Regions from separate parts of the Mus musculus genome. Here regions 1 and 3 are each linked to region 2. Evidence: chromatin contacts called from public Hi-C and HiChIP or PLAC-seq data. All regions are on one chromosome and are shown on one strand. The core of a region is the stretch at or near the end of the contact, and the rest is flanking DNA. Distances in the headings are between cores, read along the strand shown.

Region 1 (4,090 bases), core at 1,526-4,025, 67 kb after region 2:
TTTTTGGCACCCAGCATGGTATCTGGAGCGTAATGGCGTCAGATAAATGTTTCTGGGATGAATAGTTGGATGAATGGGTGTAGATGCCAACTCCTTAACTCTGGCCTAGTTGAAGGGCCTATGACCTGGAATCATTCTAGAAAGGATGTGACATCCCAGAGATGATGTATGGCCTGTTTGTAACTTTCTTATAATGACAATAAATATTGTCTTCCCAGATAGACAACAGGCCCTTGACCTGGGATGCTTGGAAGAGCTTCTAGGTGTGTGTGGATCTTATGAAATGGTTTGTCAAGTCAGGATTGCCTAGGGAGAAAAGTCAGATGAAAAGTATTACCTTGGTTGGGCCCAGTCTTCCCGTGCTACCTGGGGCCACTGAGCATGACAGCAATCTCTAAGGCAATTTCTGCTACAGATCTTGGACCCTGGAGCCCACCCCTAACCTCTTCTTACCCATCACCAGCACTTCCTCTAGAAAGAGAGAAACGGGATCCCAAGGTGGTCTGGTCTTTGAGCTTGCGTGTTCTCAGCAAGCGGAGGCCTGCTCTGTGATATCTGCGGGATCCTGTCTCATGCCTGACGCAGGCACACTCCTCCCGGCTGAACTATAAGAGAAGCGACAGAGGACAGAGCTGCCTTTGCTCTACTGTGGGTCAGCAGACACTGACGCTTAAGGTCAAAGGAACAACCGGGCCAAGGGTCAGAGGACTTAGGGAGATGAGTCCTCTGGCACCCGTACACTCGTGTGGTTGTTTCTCATCTGTAAAGCTGGGCTGGTACTAATTACATCCTCTTACTGGACTGTGGAGCTAAAACCGCAGAGCTTCTGTGGAAGGCTTTGTGCAGATTTTATCTTTTTTTTTTTTAATTTAAGACAGGAAGATGTTTGATTATAACTGGTAGTTTTCCTTCAACTACAACAAACTCATGGAAACAGTTTTGCAGCCTTTGAGAATGACACTCTGTATTTGCTGATGGGTACTTACTGCCCAGGTGGTAGTGTTGAGCAGATGTCCATTCATGGACACGTTTATCCATTATCCTGAAGACGTTCTGAACTGAATCTGATACGTGACCTTGGGAGACGTGGATCACACAGCCTGCCAGGTCTGCCGGGCCCCACGTTTCCAGGCTGTGCAGATCAGCTTTGCCTTCATCATGCCCTGGGGAAAACCCCTGGTGTGGCATGTTGGGATGTTTCTGAACAGGGGTGTAACCACCCTCGGTGTAAGGTGTGTGGAGACACAGCAAGGCATGACTGTCAGCTGCAGGGTCTGTTACACAGGTGGGTGGGTCTCACCTCGAGCTCTGACTCTGTTGCAGGAGGTGCCAACCATGATGCTGTTGGCCCTGAAAGCGTACACTGAGAACCACGGCACTAGAAACACCTTCCTTGACTGAAGGGCCTTAGAATTATTTCTTCTGAGAAATGGGCGTGGTGTCGGCATGATTGGCGTTAATTGTGTTGCTAACTCCGGTTTCCCCCCTCCCTTTGCTTCAGAACTCAGAATTCACATCTGTGGCTCAGGTTTAACACAGCTTACACTGTTCGTGTTTTAACTCGTTCTCCTGTTTCATTACCCCCATTCTGATTTCCACATGTTTATTGTAATTTTATCACATATACTCCTGGATGTTGAGTCTATTTTGTGGAATTTAGTGGTTATTAGGAAATATTACTTCTGACAGCATCCTTTCCCAGAGCATTTGGGTTTTACCTTAACACTAAACTCTTGAATGTTTTGTATTGCTGGATTAACTACGGGCAGCGGTTTCCTCTGAAGTGTTGGTTTATTAATAGCAAGCAGTTAGCGAAAGAATGGAGAAGAAAAAATTGTGACTAGAACTTATTTTAAAAAGTCACAGAGATCATAGCAGAAAAACCTATTTCTCCATATATAGCATTATATATTTTTCTATATATATTTTTCTCTCTCCTCCCTCCCCAATTAAAAATTGTCTAAGATTTGAAGTGTTTCGAATGCTAACATGATTCCACAAGTTGAAAAGATTCTACCTGGTTTCATGTGATGGGCTGTAGTTGAAATACAGGTGTGCTCAAAATTTTGTACAAAATTATCCCAGGCTCTGTTTCAAGGTATGCCTGGAACATGTATGTTTAGACTTGGGTCCCAGACCTAAAACATCTCATTAAGTATATTAAGTATATTAAATATTCCAATATCTAAAAACCTCTCCTGGCATTTAAAATACTTTTGGTCCTCAGCCTTTCTGAGTGGAGATATTTGACCTGAATATTTCCCTGAACAGACAGTCCTATATATACAAGGAACCATCTTTGGCTGTTGGTGGAGAGAGGGGCAGGGTGGTGATAACATGAAGAAGAAACTACCCACAGTGGTTGCCAGACTCCGTAGGCATGGGAGTCAGCTGAGGAGTTTGTCAACTGGGATGCTGGTTTCTGAGGCTTGATGTGGGGGTGGGATGGGGAGTGGGGTGAGGGGTGGAGGGAGTCCTCATCCTTAATCGCTCCTGGGAGAATCTGGAGGAGGGGCGCTGGTTTGGGCAAAGTTTGGCAGTCCTTAATCCCTAAGTGTTGGGGACAAGAATAAAAGGCCCAGGCTGTGTTGGAAACTTTCTTGTTTAGAGTTTTCCACCGAGTTTGCAGAAATCAAATAGTGTCATGTGCATGGTGGTGTTATTCATATTACTCAGCCTTAGCTGCAAAACGTTACTCCCGATGTTAGATATCCCTTGGCGGTTTGTAGCTGTGCTTTTGACTCCCCATGTCCCTTGGCCACCCCTCTCCCATCCTCCTCCTTCACATTGCCTCCTCCCCCTCCTCTGTGTCTTGCCCTTTCTTCTGCTTTCAGCTTAGGGAGGGGACTTCGCCAGTCTTGTCTGAGAACAATTCTGAGAAGGAAGTTATTTTGAAAAATGTGTTGGGTTCTCCCTGAGGCCGTCCCTCCTCAGGACTGTGAAGTAGCTAGCAGTTCCCGTGACCTTTGCACCTTTGCTCAGCCTGGGGTGCTGACACCTGGCCAGCTGTGGGAAGTTGGGCAGGAGCAGGAGCTGTGTGCCCTGCAGTCTGGGAAGGTCCGGTTTCCCTTTGCATGGCTGTCTCTGGCTTTCTTTTCACCCACCTGGTGATGGAGCCAGACTGAAGGAACATCTGTAGTAATTGATAAGAGACTGAGAGTATGAGATTACATCCCTCTGAGATTTACTTGGGTTTAGAACTCCTCGAGGCCAGTTTTCCTTTAAAAGTCACATCTCTTGCATAAATGCACATTTTAAAAGAGATGTGGAATTACAGAGGTCACACAGAGTTCCATACCCTCCAACTCTTTCCTCGAGGACTAGTGTCCTGTGTGGCGTGCCTCACAGTCAATGAACCATTAATGGCACTTGTGCTAATTAAATTCCATGGTTTCTCTGCCTTCTTATATTTTACTTTAATGTCTTATTTCTGGGTCAGAATCCCCCTAGTAACTGAGAGTTACTACAGTTTCTCAGACTTTCCTTGGTTTGGGTGTGCTTCCCAACTTAGGAAATACTAGCCAGGCGTTTTGTACAGTGACTTGATTTGGTTTGTCTGGTGTTTCTCTTGGATCTAGAGTTTGGGAAGGAAGACTGAAGGTGCTGAGTGACAGATCTGATGGCATTAGTGTGTGCTAGTTAATGTATTGCCCTGTATATACATACATACACACACATGGTGAATGAACACAGGTCGTCACTGATGGGAGTCTTGCTCCCCTGGCTGAGGTTTGTCAGACATTTCTTATAGTTAACCCCTCCCATCTATATTGTAGTCTTCGAAAGGAAGCCGCTATGCTCAGCCCACACTTAGGCTGTGGAAACTATGTTTCACTTCCTTGAGGGGGTGTTCAGAAATAAGTTATTTAGAATTCTAATCTTGTGCCCTTATTTATTCAGTCAGCATTTGTGTGTGTGTATTTGTGTGCATATATGTGTATGTGCATGTGTGAGTGTGCTGTCACCTGTGAGTACAAGCATGAGTGTGCATGTGGATACACATGCATGTGGAACCTAGAGACCGGTGTACCATGTCTTCCTCCATCCACCTTGTATATTGAGGCAGATCTCTCCTTAAGGCCTGAGTTCA
Region 2 (4,331 bases), core at 1,202-3,701:
CCAGGGCATGATAATGAGGTTCTGAGAGTATAACCAATCAGATGTGAGACATGCAAATGATGTATGATAATGAGGTTCTGCAAGTATAACTAATCAGATGTGAGACATGCAAATGATGTATGATAATGAGGTTCTGTAAGGTACTGAGAGAGAGTAACCAATCAGATGAGGAACATGCAAATGAGGTATAGTGGATAACCAATCCGGGTGTGAGACACGCCTCTCCTAGGCCTATATAAGCAGCACCAGTTCTGGGCTGGGGGGGGGGGGTCTCTTCGCCTCTGCAATCAAGCTCTCCCAATAAACGTGTGCAGAAGGATCCTGTTGCAGTGTTGTTCTTGCTGGCGAGCCAGGGCACGTACAAGATATGCTGAGTCCAGGAAAGCCCCAGTGGTGAGCATGGGGTCTCCACAGCATGCAGCCACAGTTCTTAACCCTATCCCCCTGTCTCCCACCCCAGCCCCCCCTGTACTGCTGCCCACTTCCATGTAAAACACATTCTAGCCCCTAGAGAAGAAAAAAAAGCAATGGCTTAATGTGGCTGTCACTATTACTGCCAATTTTTGAAAATCATTTCTAACACTCAATGGGCAAATGACAAAATCCTCAATAAATAACTTACCTTCCAACTCAAATTCTTTGCTGTTCCTTCTCCTTCTCGCCCATCCACCCCTCCTTTATTTCTTTTTATTATTGATTTAATTTTTTGTTTGTTTGTTTTCTTCCCATCATGGAAACTCTCCCACGAGTCTGGTAGTCCTAGACGTTAATTCAAGATGTATCTTCAATTGTGTACAAGCAATCTGCTAGGCAACAAGTGACCTGCACTCTCCAAATACAGTCAGGGATAAACAAGAAGTAAAAACATCAGCATCATATCGTAGAGGTTTTTGTTGTCCAATATACCTATATTGTGAAGGAGAGTCAAATGGTATACTTAATTTTTTAAGAAATTATTTAAATTTTAAAATTAGTAATTTTTATTACTCTGGAAAATTTCATACATGTGTATAATGTATCATGGTCAGATCTTACCCCCTTTACTCTTTTTTTTTGTAGCCCTCCTAGAACAATATACTTTAAAATCAGTTCTCATTTGGGGCTCTCAATTCGTTTAGAGTCTGATTCAAGCTGTGTTAGAAGGATTAGATGAAAGTTCTGAGCAAGCCACCGAGCTGGGTGGCAAAGTTTAGAGTTCCGTTCTTGGGGAAGCAAGGCAAGCTGCCCCTCAGGGCCGGCCTGGGCAGACTGTGCAGCTTTCCCACCTTTTCTCGAGGTTGCTGTGGCTCCTCTCACTTGTGTCCCAGGTTAAGTGGCCTGTTTGAGCAATGGAAAATCTCTTTTGACCCCAGGATTGAGCTGTGGAAGGGCCAAGTCGCAGGCTGCCGCCTCAGAGTCAGCAGAGATAAGCTTCATTAAATCGCGCAGTCACCCCTCCCTCCCCACGTCTCAAGGGGCTGCAAGGACCATGGCAGCAATAATTACCGTCTGTATAGAAGACGGGCCACATTTTAATCTTACAAAAAAAAAAAAAAAAACAAAAAAACAAAAAAACAAGATAAGGCTTCTATTGAACTCTTTAACTTAATTATACCTTTAAAAATGAAATGAACATTCTGTTTTATCCAAGGTATTTAGAATGATTTTTTTGATTTAAAAAAATGTACAAATGTTTGGAAATCCTTGTTTGGAAATACTTCAACCTAAAATGCTCCACAGAGACACTCTGGGTGGAGGTAATCTGCCGCCCAGTTTGGCAGTGAGTTTGGAAGAGATAAAATTATTATTTACAAAAACAGTTAACTGAACAACTTTGAAATGTGTTAGATTTTACTTGTATCAGTTTTATTTTTTCTTCCTCTTTCTTTTTATGACTTGTGACCATTAGATGGCGCTATGCATTTCTAAATATGAAAAGTGCTGGAAATTCTAGTCCGTCCAGGAGTCACGGTCGTTATTCTATTCATATATAGTTAAAATATTCATGCTATTATTTCAATGAATATATAAACAACTTAATATAAAATTTCCAGTATTGCATGGCATATTGAACGGAAATCCAGATCAAATTCACAGTCTCAAATGAGGTTCCCTTGTGTGGAAAAATCTCCCTTGCAGCGCCTCTCCAAGCCTCACGGGACATTGTCACTTTCCCTCCCCTACTGAGCCTCGTACTTACACATTTTTACAGAGGCTTATAGTTTGTGATAATTTAACCAAATCTTGCCCTCCTGAGGTTTATCGCCATTCAAAGCATCTACATGCAAAGAGGGTCCAAATTCGTTTATCAACGATCTGAGGCGAAGGAAACGAGAACTGGTTGGTTTTAGCCGCAGAGGTCTTTTTGTTACCCTCACCAGTATTCAGTTAATGGAAGCTGCTGTACTGAGGCTTCCCTTAGACTTCATCCCCTAGGTACAGCGGCCAGATGATGCCGGCAGTCTTCCTGTCCGTCTCCTCTCCAGCCTTCACTCCAGAGCTCTGCACCGAGGAAAGACCTCTCCTTCCACAGCTCTCTCAGCAGCCTCCCCTGCAGCCTGGATGGCATAACCGCTTCGGTGTTGATGTTTCCCACTGTATCTTCAGTTGGAGTGTTGGCGTCTTCCACTTGAAAGTCCCTGGGTATTTTGAAAGTTAAATCATCTGAAATGAGTCTCTCTGCGCCTAAGGCCGGCTCACGCTCCCCTCTCTTGGGGAGTGAGAGCCCGTGTTTAACACGCAGCCGCCTTAGGTAAGAGCTGAGAGGTAAGGAGGACCTTCTGTTCCCACCACAGTATACACAATGCCAGGTCTGCCACCCCACTGCCCATCTGCTCTCCAGTGCCCCAGTTGTTGGCATTCGCTCTGTGCTATCGGGCCACGGATTAGGTCACTCGGATAATGATTGGTCAAACATCTGCTAGATTTTGGTCTCACGACCCCACTACAACTATAGCCAGTGTGATCCTGGTATAATGTATGTATAATGTGTGTCTTGTGTCTGGCACCTGATGAGAATTCCCGATGGCCTCTTACCTTCCTGAAGACAGATCTAACCTCCTTACCCATAAGACCCTGGGCCAGCCTTCACCTCTGGCCCCGTCTCTTCTGCCTCTACAATCTGTTGTAGGATACGCCTTTCAGTGCTCTCTGGCAGTTTGCTCTCTCTTCAGCCTCTGCACCTATCTATTGGTTGTCAATTCCTACCTCTCCCATCCTCCATTTCCTATAGGGGAAGGATCCTCACACAGCCGTCTCTACTTAGGGTGGGTTCTCAGAAGCACTTGGGACCCATCTCACACTGGATCGCAACCCTTGTAAGTCTGTTTATTCTTCTGACTAGAATCATATATCTATCCTACCTGTCTCTACCAGTCCAGCCTAGTATTATGTATACAGTTGGTGCTCAATAAATACTTGTTGCATGCCTGAAGACCTACCTAAACTGTCACTAGCCCATAGTCTCCATTCTACTCACTAAATGCATTTTATATTATATTTTGGTTTACATTTGTGGTTCTGAGAACACAGGGTCTTACACGCACTAGTCAAGTGTCCTACCACTGAGCTACACTCCCAGTTCCTTACTCACTCCTTATAAGCCAGGTTAGTTGTCTTGGCTGATGCAGAGATGACCCCACATCTGTGGCAGCTGTGGCACTTTCTATGGACCCAATGAGAACATGAAACTTCTGTGGACAACCTGTGAGCCCTTCCCTTGGGCTGTGCACTGCCTCTGGGAGGGGACTGCGTCCTCCCTCAGCTGCACCCCGCTGCTGTTCACAGAACAATTTTCCCATTTCTAAGAATCATGCAGCAAATTGAGGTTAAGGCAAGTTTTCACTTGATTCGAAGGTTTAAGTCTTGTTTTGGTGTTCTGGCCCAAATCTTTCATTTCAGTACTTAAAAAAAACTTATTTAAAATTGAAGGGTTTGAAAACTTCAAACATTTATTCAGAGAAAAAACCAACTACCCTATCACTGGAGAGTGTCAAGGCCTGTCTTTGGAGGCATTTGCTCGACTTTCAGGTAGGCACACAGGCCTCCTTAAAAAACTCCAAGTGCTTGAATCCATTCTTCTATAACAAGCATAAAAACTTCAGCGTGCAAGGACATGCTTTATAAAGCAATTTGTATACATCAACTCATTCTACAAGAGAGCCCCTTGGAGCTGGTGCTATCAACTGACACTCCCAGTGTAGAGACAAGAAAATCAAGATACAAAGACATTTTCCTTCCTTCCTTCCTTCCTTCCTTCCTTCCTTCCTTCCTTCCTTCCTTCCTTCCTTCCTCCCTCCCTCCCTCCCTCCCTCCCTCCTTTCTTCCTTTCTTTCTTCCTTCCTTCCTTTCTT
Region 3 (4,268 bases), core at 1,403-3,902, 92 kb after region 2:
GTCCAGACTCTGGTCAAATATTCCAAGCTCTAAGTGCCAGGTAGAAGTCAGACACATGGCTGGAGGGACCAGTGAGAAGCTGTAGAGAGGCAGACCTGACCAATGTTGTAGCTCTGTGTGACTATAACCAACTACCACCAACTACAGCTACTACCAACACTTAATGTTTAGCTTAGAGTATGTCAAATCAACTTAAACTCCCTTGTAGATTTACCTACTGAGCACTTGTCTTACTAACATACTCATTACTGAAATACCAATATTGGAATGCTTACTGTATGTTAGGGAGCTTCCCAAAGAGCATCTAACATACTCCAGGCTGGCGTGAGAATGTTTGATAGTGAAGATTGAACAAAGAACGCAGCATAAAAGACTTTATAAAGCAGTGTTTGCATTGAGGTGTAAAAGTGATATCTTCATTAAGATAGATTCAGAAAAGCTCTAGAAACCATTGCTTTGTGGAAAGTCACTAGCCCAGGCCTGGGACAGAAACAGCTTATGATTGAGAAAGGTCAGGAGCAGAACTCCCAAGTGCTGAGGCAGGGACATGGCTGGCCCATGGTTATTTTGAAAAGACTGTTTTATGTCATTCTGCTCCTCTTTGACCAAGTATTCCTGGGGTCCATGGTCTAATCCAGTTGGGATTTATGACAGCGGTGAAACAGACCTGGATCTTAATAGACTTAGACACTGGCATTGTGGCTACTTTAGTTGTTATCACTGTGTTGGGCTGAGTCTCACTCAGAGACAAGGAAAAAAAAAGTTGAAGGGTCAGAAAGGTATCAAATTAAAAGCATACTCACTTGATTTGGAAGGGAACCAACAGAAATAAAGTATGATATCCTTTCACTTGAGAACAAGTCAAGCAGATGTTGCTATATTATAATGTTATTGGAAAATACAGAGTGATGTCACACGATTTGGAGAGAATGTGGATTTGTCTGACTCACGGTTCCTCAAGCTCAGGTGTTTGGCCCATAGCATGAACATTTCACTCGGCATGTCACCTAATGGAAGCCCAGTGAGGAGGGAGGCTTGTCTGCATCTAGCCAGGCTTCCAGAGCCAACCATGGGGATCAGAGGATGGGAGAATATCTCAAATGCCACCAGGTAATGCCATCAGCAAAATCCATAGGGGAGACGTTTTATAGGAAGAGAGGTTTGAATCCTTTGACCGATTTGAAGGAAAAGAAGAGCCAAGAAAATAGACATTTTAACCAGGTATAAGGTATAGATCATTCTTATAGGTGGTGATTATATGGAATTGTAACATTATTTAGGTGTGATTGTGGCTGTTTAAGATAAAGTGAGCATCTATTTACCAACAAAATGATATAACATCTGTGCTTTATGGATAGGGTTAACCATGAATTGGTTGGCCGAATGATTGATTTTTGTGTGAGTGTGTGTGTGTGTGTGTGTGTGAGTGTGAGTGTGTGTGTGCATGTGTATGTGTGTTTCTGTGTGTGTTTGTGTGTGTGTGTGTGTGTGTGTGTTGTCTTCTGGAGACATTCTGTCTTTACAAAGAACTATTATTATTATTATTTCTTCTTATTGACTTGATTAGCTCAGAAAACTCTCTTAACAAGGAACTTCACAACCACAGAATGTTATGTAAGTGTTAGGAGCTGATCCACCCATCACTCATGATGTATGAGAGCTTCCTGACAGAAAGGAATTATCTTCCTCACTCTGTCCTACCTGCAGCTTTTGACTCACAACTTACGTGGGCATATTAAAAAATCTTTCTTGAGTCCTTTAGACATTTAAAATTTTAATATACCTCCTTAGAATACATAAAATCGAGAATTAAGAATAAAATAGCCTCCCCCAAAATACCATTCCCTAGCTTCAATTTTTAAAGCAAGAATAGTACATGTATTCAGAGTTACAGCATGATCTTGGTGTCATAAAAGCAACTCAGATTCTGGCTTTTTGTTTAAAAGATAAATACTTTCTTTTTTTTCATTTCATTTTTCTTTTAGCTTTCTTATTAAAGACAACACCAAGAACATGCAAAATCAGACAAGGCAGCCTAAGAAACCCATGTCCAACATATAATTATTATGTAAATTCAGTAGTCAATTCATGGAGACTGGGGAGTTGGCTCTGTTGATAAAGTGCTCATAGGTCACGATGAAGCCCTGAGTTCAGATCCCAGGCTCCAACCCACAAAGCCAGGTGTGGTGATGCACACACCAATCATCAGGAAGAGGTAGAAACAAGAACACGGGTGTTCACTGCATACGTATAGTCTCACTGAATTGGTGAGCTCTAGGTTTGGTGAGACTCTAACTCAAAAAAGAAAGCAATAAAGGAAGACACTCAACACTAACCTCTAAACTCTACGAGTGTATACACACACACACACACACACACACACACACACACTCGTTAGCTGTGAGTTTGAAGCTTGCTTAGGGAAACGGGTGGTGGGTGGTGGTTTTATCTTGAGTCGTGTGTCTCCGGGGCAATGCAGAGAAGACCCTGGGTGTTATTAACCTCTGCAGCAGGCAGCGAGTTAGAGTGCACGGTAAGGGTTTGACCTGTTTCTTTCTGCACGTTTGCCTCAGTGTTCCCCTCATGCTTCCTGTCTCAGACCACGGCTGCATGATTGTGAAGCTCGGCTCAGACCCTGCGGCCACGGCCACATGGACGGAGAAGCAGACGAGACGAGGCTGTTGCAAAACTGCAGCCCACAGTTTCACACTCTGGCTAATGCTTCTCGCACCTGCCATTTTAAAAAGAAAAGCAGTCACCTCTGCTGGCAGTTGATTTATGATGTTTCTTTGTCACCTTTGAAGCCCTGTGAGAATGTCTTGGCTTAGGTTTGTTTTTTTTTAATCAGCTTTAAAATTTATTCATCTTGTTTATTGCATTAGTCTTGGGAATGAGTGAATACTTTAGAATTCTTCCAAGCCTGAGCAATCCTTGTGATTGGCATTGGAAATGACTGGCAAGTGAAGACAGGGTAGAGGAACTAGGGAAGGAAGAGATGATACTTGCATCTCTTCTCCATGGCATCTAGCGTATTTGTGGAGCATCTTCTGGGGACCGGGAAGTGCCACACTCACATTAGAACACAGCTCTGCCTCATTCCTTCTGCTGTCAGGATGGCCTCTTAATCATGGAGTCCCTGCCATCCTGAACATTAGCCCATTTGCTTCCAACAAACTTGTGTGGCCAGTGTGGTTCTCAGTGTGCAAAAGGTGAGGCAGTCTGGGGACAGTGATTTCCTCTGACCCAATGTAAGATAAATGACAGAGCTGAACTCCAGTCAGAGCAAGTCCAAGATCTTTTCAGAATATCTATCTGTCCGGAACAGGGAAGCCTAGGTTGAGGGGTTCCATCTAATGGGCCATCTTGCTGCTTTGTAATAGGGTAGTGTTATCATACAAGGAGGTGGGAGACTTACTTAACAGCCTTGATAATGACAGTTGATTGAAAGACAGAGCTCCTGTTACCTTATTATTGAGCTCCCCATGCCAACACTTGCATCAAGGGTTACATTTTCCACATATGAGCTTCAGTGAGCACATCAACACCCCAGTACAGCATTCCTTAGTGTTCTTTCTCTACTCCACCCCGAGGAGAACTGACTTTGGTGGTGGCATAGGGCCACCTTCTGCAGAGTCTCCCATCTTGTGATACTTTTTTTGCAAGGTTTCTTATGGGCTCCTCCTTTGACATGAAGATCAGCACTCCCTTGGGGGCCTAATGAACATGCCATTTTGTGCCTGGAACAGCTTTTCTACCTTGGAAGAGTGACAGGCAAACTGTAGTAATGGAACTTGGCAATTTGTGAGATATTTTCCTAAAAAAAAATAAAAAGAAGAGTGGATTGAGTCAGTTACTTCAAAGAGACTATTGCAGATGTTTGGTGCCCGCCATCAAAACAAAACCTTTACACCACAATTAGGCTTTCAGAAAAAAATTTATCTCTGCCTTTTTTTCTGTGTGTGAATGTGTTGTTTATAGTAATTCAAAATCATGAATTTTTGAAATTGTGTAATGAAATATATCAACTTTTGGAAGAGTTACAGGACTCAGTAAACACATATTTTTCAAAATGACCAATACAAGATATTCCAATACCATAATCATGCTGAAATTGTTAGACTGACCAGTGTAAAAGTATCCAGGGCTTTATCTCCCACATTGGAGCATTTGTTGAGTTTTGATGGATCAAAGAAGAATAGCCGTAGTTGGTGGGAGGGCTGTTAAAGTGCTTCCCCTTTAAACTCCTCTCTGTGTGAGGCTGGATTTCG

What was found. A called contact is a pair of places that touch in the nucleus more often than the background predicts. HiChIP or PLAC-seq counts read pairs in DNA pulled down with a chosen protein or histone mark.
Region 1: a contact with region 2 is called in a Hi-C map of bone marrow-derived macrophages, with 49 read pairs. The contact joins two enhancer-like sites. A contact is called at or near these places in 1 of 15 datasets of contacts at CTCF or cohesin (CD8 T cells), 18 of 484 Hi-C or Micro-C datasets (the BV-2 cell line, CD4 T cells, CD8 T cells and 10 more), 6 of 115 datasets of contacts at active chromatin or transcription factors (CD8 T cells, the SCID.adh cell line, Th17 cells and 2 more) and 3 of 9 other capture datasets (adipose tissue, liver and pancreatic islet).
Region 3: a contact with region 2 is called in an H3K4me3 HiChIP or PLAC-seq map of bone marrow-derived macrophages, with 5 times the contacts expected there. The contact joins two enhancer-like sites. A contact is called at or near these places in 1 of 15 datasets of contacts at CTCF or cohesin (CD8 T cells), 3 of 484 Hi-C or Micro-C datasets (CD8 T cells and bone marrow-derived macrophages), 2 of 115 datasets of contacts at active chromatin or transcription factors (bone marrow-derived macrophages and double positive thymocytes) and 3 of 9 other capture datasets (adipose tissue, liver and pancreatic islet).

The regions. Positions count from the first base shown.
Region 1 is chr12:73,630,081-73,634,170 of GRCm38.p6, forward strand. All of the region lies in intron 1 of Prkch (protein kinase C, eta), which reads left to right. Among named protein-coding and RNA genes, the nearest start is that of Prkch, 47 kb to the left of the region's middle. Within about 2 kb of position 2,776, at least 47 of the 459 cell types and tissues checked have an H3K27ac peak or open chromatin away from gene starts, as enhancers often do. A contact at or near this core is called in CD8 T cells, the SCID.adh cell line, Th1 cells and 5 more, where this site is marked.
Region 2 is chr12:73,562,985-73,567,315 of GRCm38.p6, forward strand. No RefSeq gene overlaps it. Among named protein-coding and RNA genes, the nearest start is that of 2210039B01Rik, 17 kb to the left of the region's middle. Within about 2 kb of position 2,452, at least 46 of the 459 cell types and tissues checked have an H3K27ac peak or open chromatin away from gene starts, as enhancers often do. A contact at or near this core is called in CD8 T cells, the SCID.adh cell line, Th1 cells and 6 more, where this site is marked.
Region 3 is chr12:73,654,374-73,658,641 of GRCm38.p6, forward strand. All of the region lies in intron 2 of Prkch (protein kinase C, eta), which reads left to right. Among named protein-coding and RNA genes, the nearest start is that of Prkch, 72 kb to the left of the region's middle. Within about 2 kb of position 2,653, at least 40 of the 459 cell types and tissues checked have an H3K27ac peak or open chromatin away from gene starts, as enhancers often do. A contact at or near this core is called in CD8 T cells, bone marrow-derived macrophages and double positive thymocytes, where this site is marked.